Regions from separate parts of the Sus scrofa genome. Here all the other regions are linked to region 3. The links are chromatin contacts, called in public HiChIP or PLAC-seq and promoter capture Hi-C maps. All regions are on one chromosome and are shown on one strand. Each heading gives the region's core, a stretch centred on a gene start, on an enhancer-like site or on the middle of the called end of the contact. The rest is flanking DNA. Distances are from core to core; before and after follow the strand shown. Region 1 holds the start of MAPKAPK3 (mitogen-activated protein kinase-activated protein kinase 3). Region 2 holds the start of C13H3orf18. Region 3 holds the start of TEX264 (testis-expressed protein 264).

Region 1 (3,560 bases), core at 191-2,690, 800 kb after region 3:
TGACCCCAGATTCAAGGGATTCTGGGTATGGGGCAGGGTCCTGGGCCCAGAACTCTATATATGACCTAAACCAGAACTACATAGCTAGACCAGCCACCCCCAGGACTCCCTGGATTCCACCTGTATCACTGAGATCTCAGCTAGGCCTATAAGGAGCCTCTGGTGTGATGTGGCTAGCTGGCTGGCTTGCCCTCTGCCCAGGAAACAAGGTGGGTCAGACTTGGATAGGACCTGCCCCTTTCAACATGGGTCTGGTGACTCAGCTGAAGCCCATCAGCAGCTCCTGCCCACAGGTGTGATGGGTGTCATCCTTGCCCACCAGTCAGCCCTGGGAGGCTCCCACCCAGGAGCCCAGGCAGGCAGGGGCCACAGGAGAATGCAGCCCCACTTCAAGCTTTCACAGGGACTCATTCTCAGGTAGAAAGAAACTTAGACCCATTCCAGTCAGAAGAGCTTCTCAGGGAAGGAGCAGCCAAGCTGAATGAAGGCCCTCCTTGGGCCCAGTCAGAAACCCAGAGTCAGGAGCCACTCCTTCCCTGCTTCCGGGTACAGCAGGCTGTACGCATACTGACTCCACCCCCTTGCTCCCTGGCACAGGACACCCTAGGCCTAGCCTCAGTTTCCCCAACTGTAAAGAAGGGAGGACCAGGAGCCTGTCCTTACCGGGTAGTAAGAGGGCGGAAGAAGATGCTGAGCATAAGAAGCTTAACAGAGGCCCCGAGGCCACAGGTCTCTGCTGCTGGGCCCTCTGGGTCACCCACACGGCAGTGAAGGGTCACTGACCTTCAGGGCACATTTCTGCCCAGTGCGCCGATGGAAACATTCCAGCACCTTGCCGTTCACACCCAAGCCCAGCACCTGCTTGGACAACTGGTAGTCGTCGGTCACTGCGTACTTCTTGGGCTCGCGCCGCCCCCCGAGGGCCGGAGCGCCTGCTAAGCAAGTTCCGCAGGGTGCACCTGGCGGGGGCGCAGGGCCCCCCTGATCCTCTGCTGTCTCGACATCCATGGCCCCCGCGGGGCGCTCAGAGGCGGCCCCAGCCTGGCGTGTCCAAGGCCACTTGGGGAAGAAAGGAAGAGTGAGTTCCGCTCAGATTACTTCAATATACCCCAGCCTTGGAGCCCCTGAACCACACTGGGTTTTGGGCCAGGGACAGGGCTGGGAATGCCAGGCGAACTGCTGGAGTGTACGGAGACGCGGCAGGGGGGCGGTGGTCGCGCAGCGGGGCACAGGAGAGTCCCGCCCGGCCACCCATCTAGAAGGGAAAGGGCCGCGAGGTCCCGGGAGTGGGAGGTGGAGGGGGCCCAGGGAAAGTGTACCTGGCGAGGGCGTACCTGGCAGTACACCCGGCTGCAGGGCCGGTAAGAGGTAGGGGCGGCAGTAGCCGGAGCCAGCGGCCGCGGGAGCCCGGAGCGGAGCCGCGCAGCCGTCGGCCCATGTGACCGCCCCCCTCCCCCACGCGTCCCAGACTAGAGGCCGGGCTCGGTCAGCCTTAAAGGGCCAGGAGGCCCTTGGCAGGATTGGGCGGGGCCCGGCGGGGCCCGCCCAGAGCAGCGGCAGCAATAGGGGGCGTGGCTTCTCGAGGGGGCGGAAACCACCGAGGCTCCGCCAGTGGCCCGGTAGACCCCAGCTCTAGAGAGCGAGGTTCTGCGTGGGTTGTTTGAGCCTCGAATTTTACCAGCCACCAAAGAAGTGGCAGCATAGGAAGTCTTGTTTCTCTCGGAGACTCAGGGAGCCCCTTTAGTGGGGTGTTTTCTCTGCACTCTGCCCTGAGACCTTCCAGAATAATTTGTAAAGCTTGCGATTTCCTTAGCGGTGGCCCACCGCCACCTACCTAAAGTACTAATTTTTGCCAACATGCCAAGTGAAATGGAATTTTGTTGTGATTCGCGTCTCTCTAGTTCCTAGTGGTTCTGGCCATCTCTTCCCTACCGTCCATCTCCTGCTCATATTCTCTTGGGATTCAGTATCCTAAGACCAGAAATCCTAAATTCCCATTTGGTCAGATGGATCAACTTTTCATCTTATGGTTTGAGCTTAGGGTGTTGTGTTTTAAAAGTCTTCTCCCACCCCAGTGACAGATATTCTTTTTTTTTTTTCCCCACTGTACAGCAAGGGGGTCAGGTTATCCTTACATGTATACATTACATTTTTCCCCCACCCTTTCTTCTGTTGCAACATGAGTATCTAGACAAAGTTCTCAAAGCTATTCAGCAGGATCTCCTTGTAAATCTATTCTAAGTTGTGTCTGATAAGCCCAATCTCCCGATCCCTCCCACTCCCTCCCCCTCCCATCAGGCAACCACAAGTCTCTTCTCCAAGTCCATGATTTTCTTTTCTGAGATGTTCATTTGTGCTGGATATTAGATTCCAGTTATAAGTGATATCATATGGCATTTGTCTTTGTCTTTCTGGCTCATTTCACTCAGGATGAGATTCTCTAGCTCCATCCATGTTGCTGCAAATGGCATTATGTCATCATTCTTTTTTATGGCTGAGTAGTATTCCATTGTGTATATATACCACACCTTCCGAATCCAATCATCTGTCGATGGACATTTGGGTTGTTTCCATGTCCTGGCTATTGTGAATAGTGCTGCAATGAACATGCGGGTGCATGTGTCTCTTTCAAGTAGAGTTTTGTCCGGATAGATGCCCAAGAGTGGGATTGCGGGGTCATATGGAAGTTCTATGGATAGATTTCTAAGGTATCTCCAAACTGTTCTCCATAGTGGCTGTGCCAGTTTACATTCCCACCAAGAGTGCAGGAGGGTTCCCTTTTCTCCACAACCCCTCCAGCACTTGTTATTTGTGGGCTTATTAATGATGGCCATTCTGACTGGTGTGAGGTGGTATCTCATGGTAGTTTTGATTTGCATTTCTCTTATAATCAGCGATGTTGAGCATTTTTTCATGTGTTTGTTGGCCATCTGTATATCTTCTTTGGAGAAATGTCTATTCAGGTCTTTTGCCCATTTTTCCATTGATTGATTGGCTTTTTTGCTGTTGGGTTGTATAAGTTGCTTATATATTCTAGAGATTAAGCCCTTGTCAGTTGCATCATTTGCAACTGTTTTCTCCCATTCTGTAAGTTGTCTTTTTGTTTTCTTTTGGGTTTCCTTTGCTGTGCAAAAGCTTTTCAGTTTGATGAGGGCCCATGGGTTTATTTTTGCTCTAATTTCTATTGCTTTGGGAGACTGACCTGAGAAAATATTCATGATGTTGATGTCAGAGAGTGTTTTGCCTATGTTTTCTTCTAGGAGTTTGATGGTGTCCTGTCATCTATTTAAGTCTTTCAGCCATTTTGAGTTTATTTTTGTGCATGGTGTGAGGGTGTGTTCTAGTTTCATTGCTTTGCATGCAGCTGTCCAGGTTTCCCAGCAATGCTTGCTGAATAGACTTTCTTTTTCCCATTTTATGTTCTTGCCTCCTTTGTCAAAGATTAATTGACCATAGGTGTCAGGGTTTATTTCCGGATTCTCTATTCTGTTCCATTGGTCTGTCACATATTCTTTATTAGCTGAGTGGTTTTCCCTTCCACATTTAGGTCCCTACTCTGA
Region 2 (3,981 bases), core at 961-3,460, 850 kb after region 3:
AACTAATCAGATTCAATGTCTGGCCCAGGAACTTCCAAATGTCGTGGGTGCAGACATTAAAAAATTAATAATAAATACATATTAAAAAAAAAACTCCTCCCCAAATCCCCCCTGGTTTGGGAAGTTTTGAGGGAATTACTCTGCTGTGTCCCCCTTTGCCCGGAAAAGCAATAAGGCTATTCTTTTCTCCTTCATCCAAAACTCTGCCTCAGAGATTCAATTCAGTGTGGATGCACAAAGGCTGAGTTCTGGTCACACTCCCAATTTAATCCATAGTCCTAATCATCAGCATAAACTCAGCTAAAAAAGTGATAATTTTTGTTAATTTCATATTTAAGTTATCACAAACAAATTTAACTTCAGGTTTAAAATCAGTGGTCTTCTTTCCTCTTACAGAGATCAAGGTTCAAACTAGCCTTAACTGAATACCTGCTAAGTGCCACATCTTCAGAGACAAACAGAGAGGAAAAGGAGACTCGGAGACGGGAAGCAACCTGCCCAAAGCTAGGAACTGTCCCACGTAAGACACAAGTCCTTCGAACTCCAGGAGCGGCTCTGTCTGCCACAGCGCTGCCCAGGAAAAAGCTGAGGCTTGAAATCAAGGGCGCAGCTGCCCCCTCAGGTCCGCACGAAGAGGTCGCCTCTCCGCAAGTCTACCTCTCCATTTGTACAACGGGATAAGGGGAGGAGGGTAGGTCGGGAGAGTGCTGCTCATACCTGCCTGAGTTACCACCCTACTCGCCCTCCAGCCTAAAGAAACTACCGCGGGTTCGGCGCCCGGATGTGAGTAACGCGCGGTGAGCGCCCTCCAAGGCTCTGCTTCCGGGGTTGGAGCGGTTGGGAAAGGGCTCGGGTGGACCCCGCAGTCCAGCTTTAGGGTTCCTAGCGCCTCTAGGTTCCACCTCAGAAGGCGAGGCGGGCCAGTGGGGCAGGATTTGAACGCGACGCCCAAAAACGCCCGCCGGCGCCCCCCGTCAGAAAGTGCTTGGTAGTGTATAGGGTCGTTCCCCGGGGGCCTGGACCAGCCAGTCTTCCTAAAGGTCATAGCAGGGATATGACTCTGGCCTCAGTAACTGCTCCGAGCTGGCGTTTGGCTACCCATCCGTGCGATGTGTAGCCAGCCCAAATGGAGGCGTGTCACCAGCCAGCCCAGGGTTCGAGAATTGGGGCGCGATGCTCAGGAGCGTGGTCTAAAGAAGCCGGCGAGAGAGTAGAGGGGCTCGTGGGAGGGTCCCAGCACTGGGGGCGGGTACTAATTTAAGGAGCGGGACTGGGTGTCCAGGACCTGCGGTCCAGGTGGCGCCTGGGCTCAAGGGCTGCTTTTAACCCTCTAGTTCCCGTTTTAGGGTTTGGAGCAGGGAAACTGGAAGTAGGAGACTAGGATTAGAATCCTGACTCGTCTCGAGGCTTTGTCCAGGTGCCCATCTGTGGGCCTCAGTTGCTTTTATAAAATTCATGGCAGTGTCCTGCAAAATATGGCCTGCCAGTGCCAACCCCTCGCCCCGGAATCTATTGTTACCTACCTCACGGTTAACTAAACTACTATTAAACATGCAGTTTCCCCGAACTCCATCCCAGACCCCTGATCCCCATAAACTCCTTTGAAAACCTGAGGATTAGAAAGTATCTGAAGGCTCCTCTCCAGAGGTGTTCGTGCTCCGGATGGAGGGATGTCTGTGGGCTTGCTTGGTTCCAAGTGCCCAATAATACCACTGCAGTAATAATTCCAACCCGTCTCCAACTTCTCTGAAGATGAATCATTTCTAGACCAGGGTAGGTGTCCTTTACCAAGAGCCCACACACCAGAGCCCACGTGAACAGGAAACTGAGACCGAGGGAGGAGAACATCTTGCTCTAGGTCGCCAAGCTAATGGAGGGTCGATCCAGAGTTCAATATAGGCTCAAGGATCCTAGTCTAGTGCTCTCCCCAAACCTGCGTCCACCTGCGTTTGGGAAGCGCAAGTCTGTCTTGGCGGAGGTGGAGCCCAGGCTAGCCGGAGGCCAGAGTTCTGGCCCCTAGAAAGGGCCCGGCCAAGCATCATCCCCCGCCCAACTCTTGCATAGGCCTCGGGGAGTGAGGAGTGGTCTCCAAGAACCTTGACCCGGCTCCCGCTCCTGCTGGGGGCAGAGCCAGATCCAAGTGACAGGCCAGCGGGCCAATGCAGGGCGGGCTCTGGGCTTAACAGCCAATCCGGGGCAGGGGACTCGGAGCTGGCAGGGAGGAGAGGAGCTGGAACGTCGCAGACCCGCGAGGCTGCTCGCCTCGGCCCCACCCCCGCGGTGGGTCCCAGCCCCGCCTATCCGGGTCCAGGCTGGCACTCTCGGCTGCTGGCGGTGCGACGTTGCAGTCCCAGCCCAAGGGTCGGACCTGCCGCCCCCTACCCTAGGCTTGGGGATCCCCTCTCCCCCGCCCCCTCCTGCCGATCGCCACCACCCCTAGCCTCTCCTGCTGAGCTCGGCGCCCCAGAGAGGATTAAGTAAGTGCTGAGGTCGCTGCTTCTGTGCAAGAATGGAGGAATCACAGAGTCGCGGAGGTGGGGACGGGGATTGGAACACGGAGGATTGATGAACCTGGTGGAGAATGAATGGCATGCGGGTTCTTGGAGGTCGTTTTTCCCATCTCTTTCTCCCTGGCTTCCTTCTCTTGCCCTTTGGACCAAAGACAGTCCTGAACAGTGAAGAGCAGGGCCCTTTCTCTCCTTTGGAGGGAGGAATAAATAGAGCCCCAGAGCAAGTGTCAAGGCCCAAGGTCATATCTGGGGTCAGTGGCAGAGCCAAGAAAGAACCTGAGACTCCTGACATGCCCAGCCTAGCTAGAGGAAGAGGACAGAGAGGAATGATGAGCATCTCCCATCCCATGTTTCTGTGCCAGCTTTGCCCCTTCCTAAGGGGCCGTCATGGATGTGTGCAAACCTCACACACAGGCATGCACCTGTACAGGGAGGCACCCTGCATATACCCATGAGCTAGTGTGCAGAAGCTAGTCTTGAGCTGTGCGTCCCTCCTCGCCCTAGGCCTGCCCTTCTGCAGTTTGGCTAGAACTTCTTCCCACCCTGCCTTGCCCAGGGCCCTTTGGCCTGGGAAGGCCCAGGTCAAAATCTGGACTGGGCACATCTCCCACCCTCTGCTCCCAAGGGAGGAGGGAAGGGAAAGATAAGACATCTCAAAGTGGGAGCTCCATCCCTGCCCTTGAAGATTGGCTCCACTTAATTTTCTCCTAGTCCCTGGCAGCCCCTAGCACCCCCACAGGGGGTCCAGTGACCCAAGAGCTTACAGAGAAACCCCACCAGAGGGCCTGATTTTAGCCTCTCTGTTTCCTTCCTGTCTTCTGGTCTTGCCACACCTGTCCCTGCCATCACTCCAAGCACAAACTGGCCCACATAGTAGGCTGGGTCCCAGGGGCTTCTGTGGCTCCCATTTCCCAACTGGAGTGGCCAGAGGGAGAAGATCTAGCATTTATTGGATGCTTACTGTGGATGAGAGGGTTGTGCTGAGCTAGTGTTTTTCTAGAGACTTGTTCATTCTGATATTTCAGTGATCCTCTGACCCTTTCTGTGGGGGAGGTGTTCCTAACACTTCACCTTTGACTCAGAAAAGCTGAGACATAGAGAGGTGGAGTAGCCTGCCTAGGGTCATCCAGTTAAGTGGCTGAAACATAATTAAAAGACAAGCCTGTCTGCCTCTTGTGCAAAGTGTTTCTCTCCAGGAAAGGAAAAAAAACAGCAGTGTTTTTTTCTCCAAGCAAGAGATGAGTGATGTGGGGGGCAGGGACTGAGAAGGTGGAGAGCATGGGGAGTAGGGCCTGGGTCTGGGGAGTGTCTTTCTGTCACACCTCCCCACTGCCTTTCCCACCTTCCAACTATGATCTATGATCATCTTACCCTCAAAGAGGGGGCAGGGCTTCATCTTCATGTCCCCGAATCCACGTGGGACCCATAGATATATAAAGCATACCTGTTGATGTCCATCCGCTGACCTCAC
Region 3 (4,086 bases), core at 758-3,257:
TCACTCTGACCTAACCCCTACCCTCTCAGATGCACACTCCTTGTTTCCTCAAAAAAGCTTATTTCCCACCTTTTTCTTCCTTTCACCTAAACCGCTCAGAAAAGAAGAGAAATGTACTTGGGGGCCCGAAGAGCTTCAGTTAGGGGGAGCCGGGGCAATGGAAATTTCCCCATACTCAAGAGAAAGGGCAGAAAGGCTGGGGAAGCTCACCTCTAAAGCCAGGCTCAATTTTAGCAACTCATGGCATCCAGCGCAGCAGGGACCAAATGCTTCGAGTGCTCCAGGGCTGGGGGCAGAAAGAAAATAACCACTGAGCCAAAACCCTGCCCTGACTGGTATCTTCTCAGGGAAGACTCACAGGAGCCTCTACAAGAACTCTCTCCTCACCACAAGGTTGAACCTCCATTAAGTCCTCGGATCCCTCTGGGAAATCAAAAGCCAAACTCCGCCTCACAAATGTCAGCTCTTCACTAGAGCCCTGCTCATGCCCCTATTCTTGGAGAGCCCTCTTCCTGGAAGGCTCCAGCCACCGATCCTGGCCTGATACAGCCCCTTCCGCTGCCCCTAGGCAGGCCTTGACCCTTCTCGGGCCTCAGTTTCTGCTAGGGTCAGGAGGCACTAGGTAAGCGTCTGGGAGGGCTGCCAGCGTTGGCTTCCTGAGGTCGCTCACGAACGCCGTGGCTGTCGGCCCGGTCCTTAAAGGGCCCGCCGCAGGCAAAACTTCGGTGTCTGCCGGGAGCAGGAATACTTGGGGTCCGAGAGGCCTCGCGGGGTGGAAGGGTCGTCGCGTCCACTCTTTACTCTGGGCTTCCAGACCCCGCTCACCCTCGCCTCACCTATTTACCCAGCCCTCTTCTTTTCAGCCACAACTTCTGGAGGCCCCAGGCACCTCCGCAACTTATAGGAAGCTAAAGTTTACAACGCCGCGGTGAGCCGCAGCCTAGGGAGAAGGGGGCGGAGTTAAAGCGCGGTTCTGGCCTTCGTCATCGAGCCCCCTACCCCCTCGCCCGCCCCCAGCTCCCCAGCCTCTGGGCCTGCCCTGCACCCGAAGCTAAGATGGAGAGCAGCCGGGGATAGTAGGCTGATCCAAGGTCGCGTTTGGGCCCTTGGACCCGACCAGGGCCAGCTGTGGGAGAGACGAGATGCAAAGAAATGCTGGGCCGCAAGGATCACGGTGGGGACACGGAAGGCCCTGAGCTCGCGCCCAGGCGGAGGTGCCAGGCCCTGGGCGCGCGTGGGGCCGCCCGGGCGGGGATACCTCCCCCGCCCGGCCCTCACCTCAGCGGCCCCCAGCCTCGGAAGCCGATTCGCGCACGCGGCTCGGGGCTGCGTCGCGGAGCCTGCGCGCCCGCCGCGCACGCTCGCTCCGCCCCCTCTCGAGGCAGAACGTGGCCGTGGGCGCGTGCGTGCGGGACCCAAAGGGCGGAGGCCTGCCGCACCCGTATCCGTGGCGACAAACACGCGCCTTGGCCTGTGGCCGTTAGGAGCCGAGCCCACCAGGTACCTTCCTGCTTCCCACAAACTACTGGGTTGCAGAGGATGAAGTCAACAGCCCCTTAGCTTCTGGGTTGTGGAGAGCACCACGACTGTCCGACCCTAGCAGTGAAGGGGGTAAGTCGGCCTAGAGGCCCGTGGTAGAGAGCCAGTCTGGTCCCAAAAAATGGCACCTCAGAGGACCGTTTGAATTAGTTTGGGAAGCGCAGCATGGCAGTAGAAGTCTGGCATTCGTACCACCCTAATTACTGCCATTTTCTCTCACTGAGGCTTCGCAACAGACCTGGGAACCGAGCAAGGCAGGTCCACTTGCTCCCGTCTCACATCTGAGGCTTAGGGAATCTCCAGACAACGCAAATATCAGCTTCCTGCCTCCAGCGGTCCATCCCTGTGCTCTGGGATTTTTAGGGGGGTGAGGAGGAGGCGGGGAAGAGGGAGTTGGGGGGGTGATCATTCACCCATCCAGCGTTTATGAAGCACGGCTCCTTGCTAAGGTCTGAGGACGCCAAGTGAACAAAACCAAGGCCCCGCCTTCCTGGAACCAACTGGGGGACGCCCGCCTTCCACGCTCCTCCCTCAGTGCCCTAGACGCGGCTGGGCGAGGCTAGTCTGCTGTTCCAGTTTAACACATTCTAGGTAACCCCCAAGTCAATTGTTTGTTCCTTGAAGACAGGTTCAATCTTCAGCTTGTATTACTGAGGATCAACAAACAACAAAGCACTCTCTTAGGGCCCCAAACATAAAATCTCGCCCTCCTGAGAGGCCGATCTTGCAGTAGAAAGAGTGGGGGAGGGGGCAACTATGCTCATAAGTTTCGCCACAAGATGGTATGGGCCAAAAGCTACCTTGGTGCTCCTCACACGGAGGATTGATGTTTGGGAGGTGAATCTTCTTTTTATGGATCCCCCTACTGTACTAGCCAAGGACAGACTGGCCACAAAGCGGCAGTTGTAGCTGGTTGCCTTTCCTTCTGCTTCACATTATTCTCTCCATAGGCAGGGAAAATTGAACTTCATCCATAGGGTTCTAGACCAACCAGAAGAATGGGTAGCTGACCCCTCAGAGGCACTCAGAGCTGGGCTGGAGGTTTGGCAGCTGTTTTGCTGATGAATATCAGGAACATGACCAAATCCTTTAGGTGCTTCAGGCAAGTGAACTATGCACTTGTGTCATTCCCTGAGACAAGGACGGGCCAGTGCTTTCAGAGACAGACAGCCTCTGCTTCTCAGAAGCTGAAGATGATCAGCTTCATCCAGGAAACTGTTGTCTGGAGCTACTCTTTCCAAATTTTTTTTTCCTTCTTTTTTTAGGGCCGCACCCATGGCATGTGGAGGTTCCCAGGCTAGGGGTCAAATCAAAACTACAGCTGCCAGCCTACACCACAGCCACAGCAACGCCGGATCCTTAACCCACTGAGGGAGGCCAGGGATTGAACTCATGTCCTCATGGATACTAGTCAGGTTCGTTAACTGCTGAGTCACGACAGGAACTCCCATACCCTTTCCTCATCTGGTTCTCTGCTTACTTCCTTTAGCTTGGTTAGGGAACTCCATAGCCTCACATCCGAGTTCTAAATGTGCCTTAGGAGCTTTAGCACCTCTGTAGTGTTAAAATAGCTGGCCTGTGACTGGGGCTGTAGGCCAGTGGCCTCCCAGGCTTTATTTCAGGCAGCTGCCAACAAGCACTGCCACCTCCCGCCCGCTTGGGAGGACCCCTGCATGGCCTCTGCTAGCCACCAGGCAATAGCCCAGGCACTTTGCTCTCCCCCTTGTATCAAGTCTGAGCAGAGCTGACCACCTAGCCATCTGCATCATGCACTCTTCAGTCCTATATCCAAATAGCACATATTCTCCTCTCATGAGCCTAGACTTGGTCTCTGCCTCCTCCTGACTTCCCCTGACAAAAGAACTCCCACAGAAGCTCTTTAGTTCTCCCTTAGTACATTTCCAGAGAATGTTTTCCCCAGGCTCCTCCCCTTAAAAGGACCAAACTTGGGTAACTAAAGCATAGACCATCCCTTCCTTCCTCTACCTCTTCATGTTCCAAAGCCCTCATTAGTTCTCTCTGAGGCACTGGTTAGATCTTCTAACTCAGGTGACAAATGGAGAAAGTACAGGTAGTGTAAGATACTCTGCAAACCCTGCCACCAGCCGTCTCCCACCCTCTGAAGGCACTGATGCTGTGCCCAATCCCTGGGTACTCACAGCCTAGTTAGGGCTGCCCCTGCAGAACCTGCCACAACTGAGGGATGAGCTAGCTTCAGGCTACTCTGAGTCAGCCTCACTGTTCCCTCTAAAGCCAGGAAATGTAGTCCTCTTCAGGCAGGCAAAGGCAAAAAAGTGAACCCCACTGCATAAAAAGCCTGCCAGCAATCTGCCTTTTATTCCCACCCCCTACCCCCACAGGTACCATCCAGCATCCACTATGCTCTAAATTATATTCCTTTTACCACCACCCAGCCAAACAGCTGCTCAGACAGTTCCTTGATCAAACAACACTGCCTTCTTCAGTTTAAATTTTATTTTACAAAAAGAGAAATAAAGAAAACTGATAGGCAGTTATACTGACTTACAATTGTTCTGTTTGCTTTTT

The links. Promoter capture Hi-C pulls out the DNA fragments that hold promoters and counts their contacts. HiChIP or PLAC-seq counts read pairs in DNA pulled down with a chosen protein or histone mark.
Region 1: a contact with region 3 is called in an H3K27ac HiChIP or PLAC-seq map of alveolar macrophages. The contact joins the promoter of MAPKAPK3 here to the promoter of TEX264 in region 3. A contact is called at or near these places in 2 of 5 promoter capture datasets (fetal liver and fetal skeletal muscle), 2 of 47 Hi-C or Micro-C datasets (embryonic fibroblasts and skeletal muscle) and 2 of 2 datasets of contacts at active chromatin or transcription factors (alveolar macrophages and skeletal muscle).
Region 2: a promoter capture Hi-C map of fetal skeletal muscle shows a contact between it and region 3, with 3 times the contacts expected there. The contact joins the promoter of C13H3orf18 here to the promoter of TEX264 in region 3. A contact is called at or near these places in 2 of 5 promoter capture datasets (fetal liver and fetal skeletal muscle) and 2 of 2 datasets of contacts at active chromatin or transcription factors (alveolar macrophages and skeletal muscle).

The regions. Positions count from the first base shown.
Region 1 is chr13:33,095,288-33,098,847 of Sscrofa11.1, reverse strand. It overlaps MAPKAPK3 (mitogen-activated protein kinase-activated protein kinase 3), which reads right to left and starts at 1,440. Exons shown (of 11, transcript NM_001143717.1): 1 at 1,335-1,440; 2 at 784-1,059. The coding sequence starts at 1,008.
Region 2 is chr13:33,043,924-33,047,904 of Sscrofa11.1, reverse strand. C13H3orf18 reads left to right here and starts at 2,210. Exons shown (of 5, transcript XM_003132231.4): 1 at 2,210-2,477. HEMK1 (hemK methyltransferase family member 1) reads right to left here and starts at 865. Exons shown (of 11, transcript XM_021068829.1): 1 at 718-865.
Region 3 is chr13:33,890,478-33,894,563 of Sscrofa11.1, reverse strand. It overlaps TEX264 (testis-expressed protein 264), which reads right to left and starts at 2,007. Exons shown (of 5, transcript XM_021068863.1): 1 at 1,778-2,007. It overlaps RAD54L2 (helicase ARIP4), which reads right to left. Exons shown (of 22, transcript XM_021068850.1): 22 at 3,997-4,086.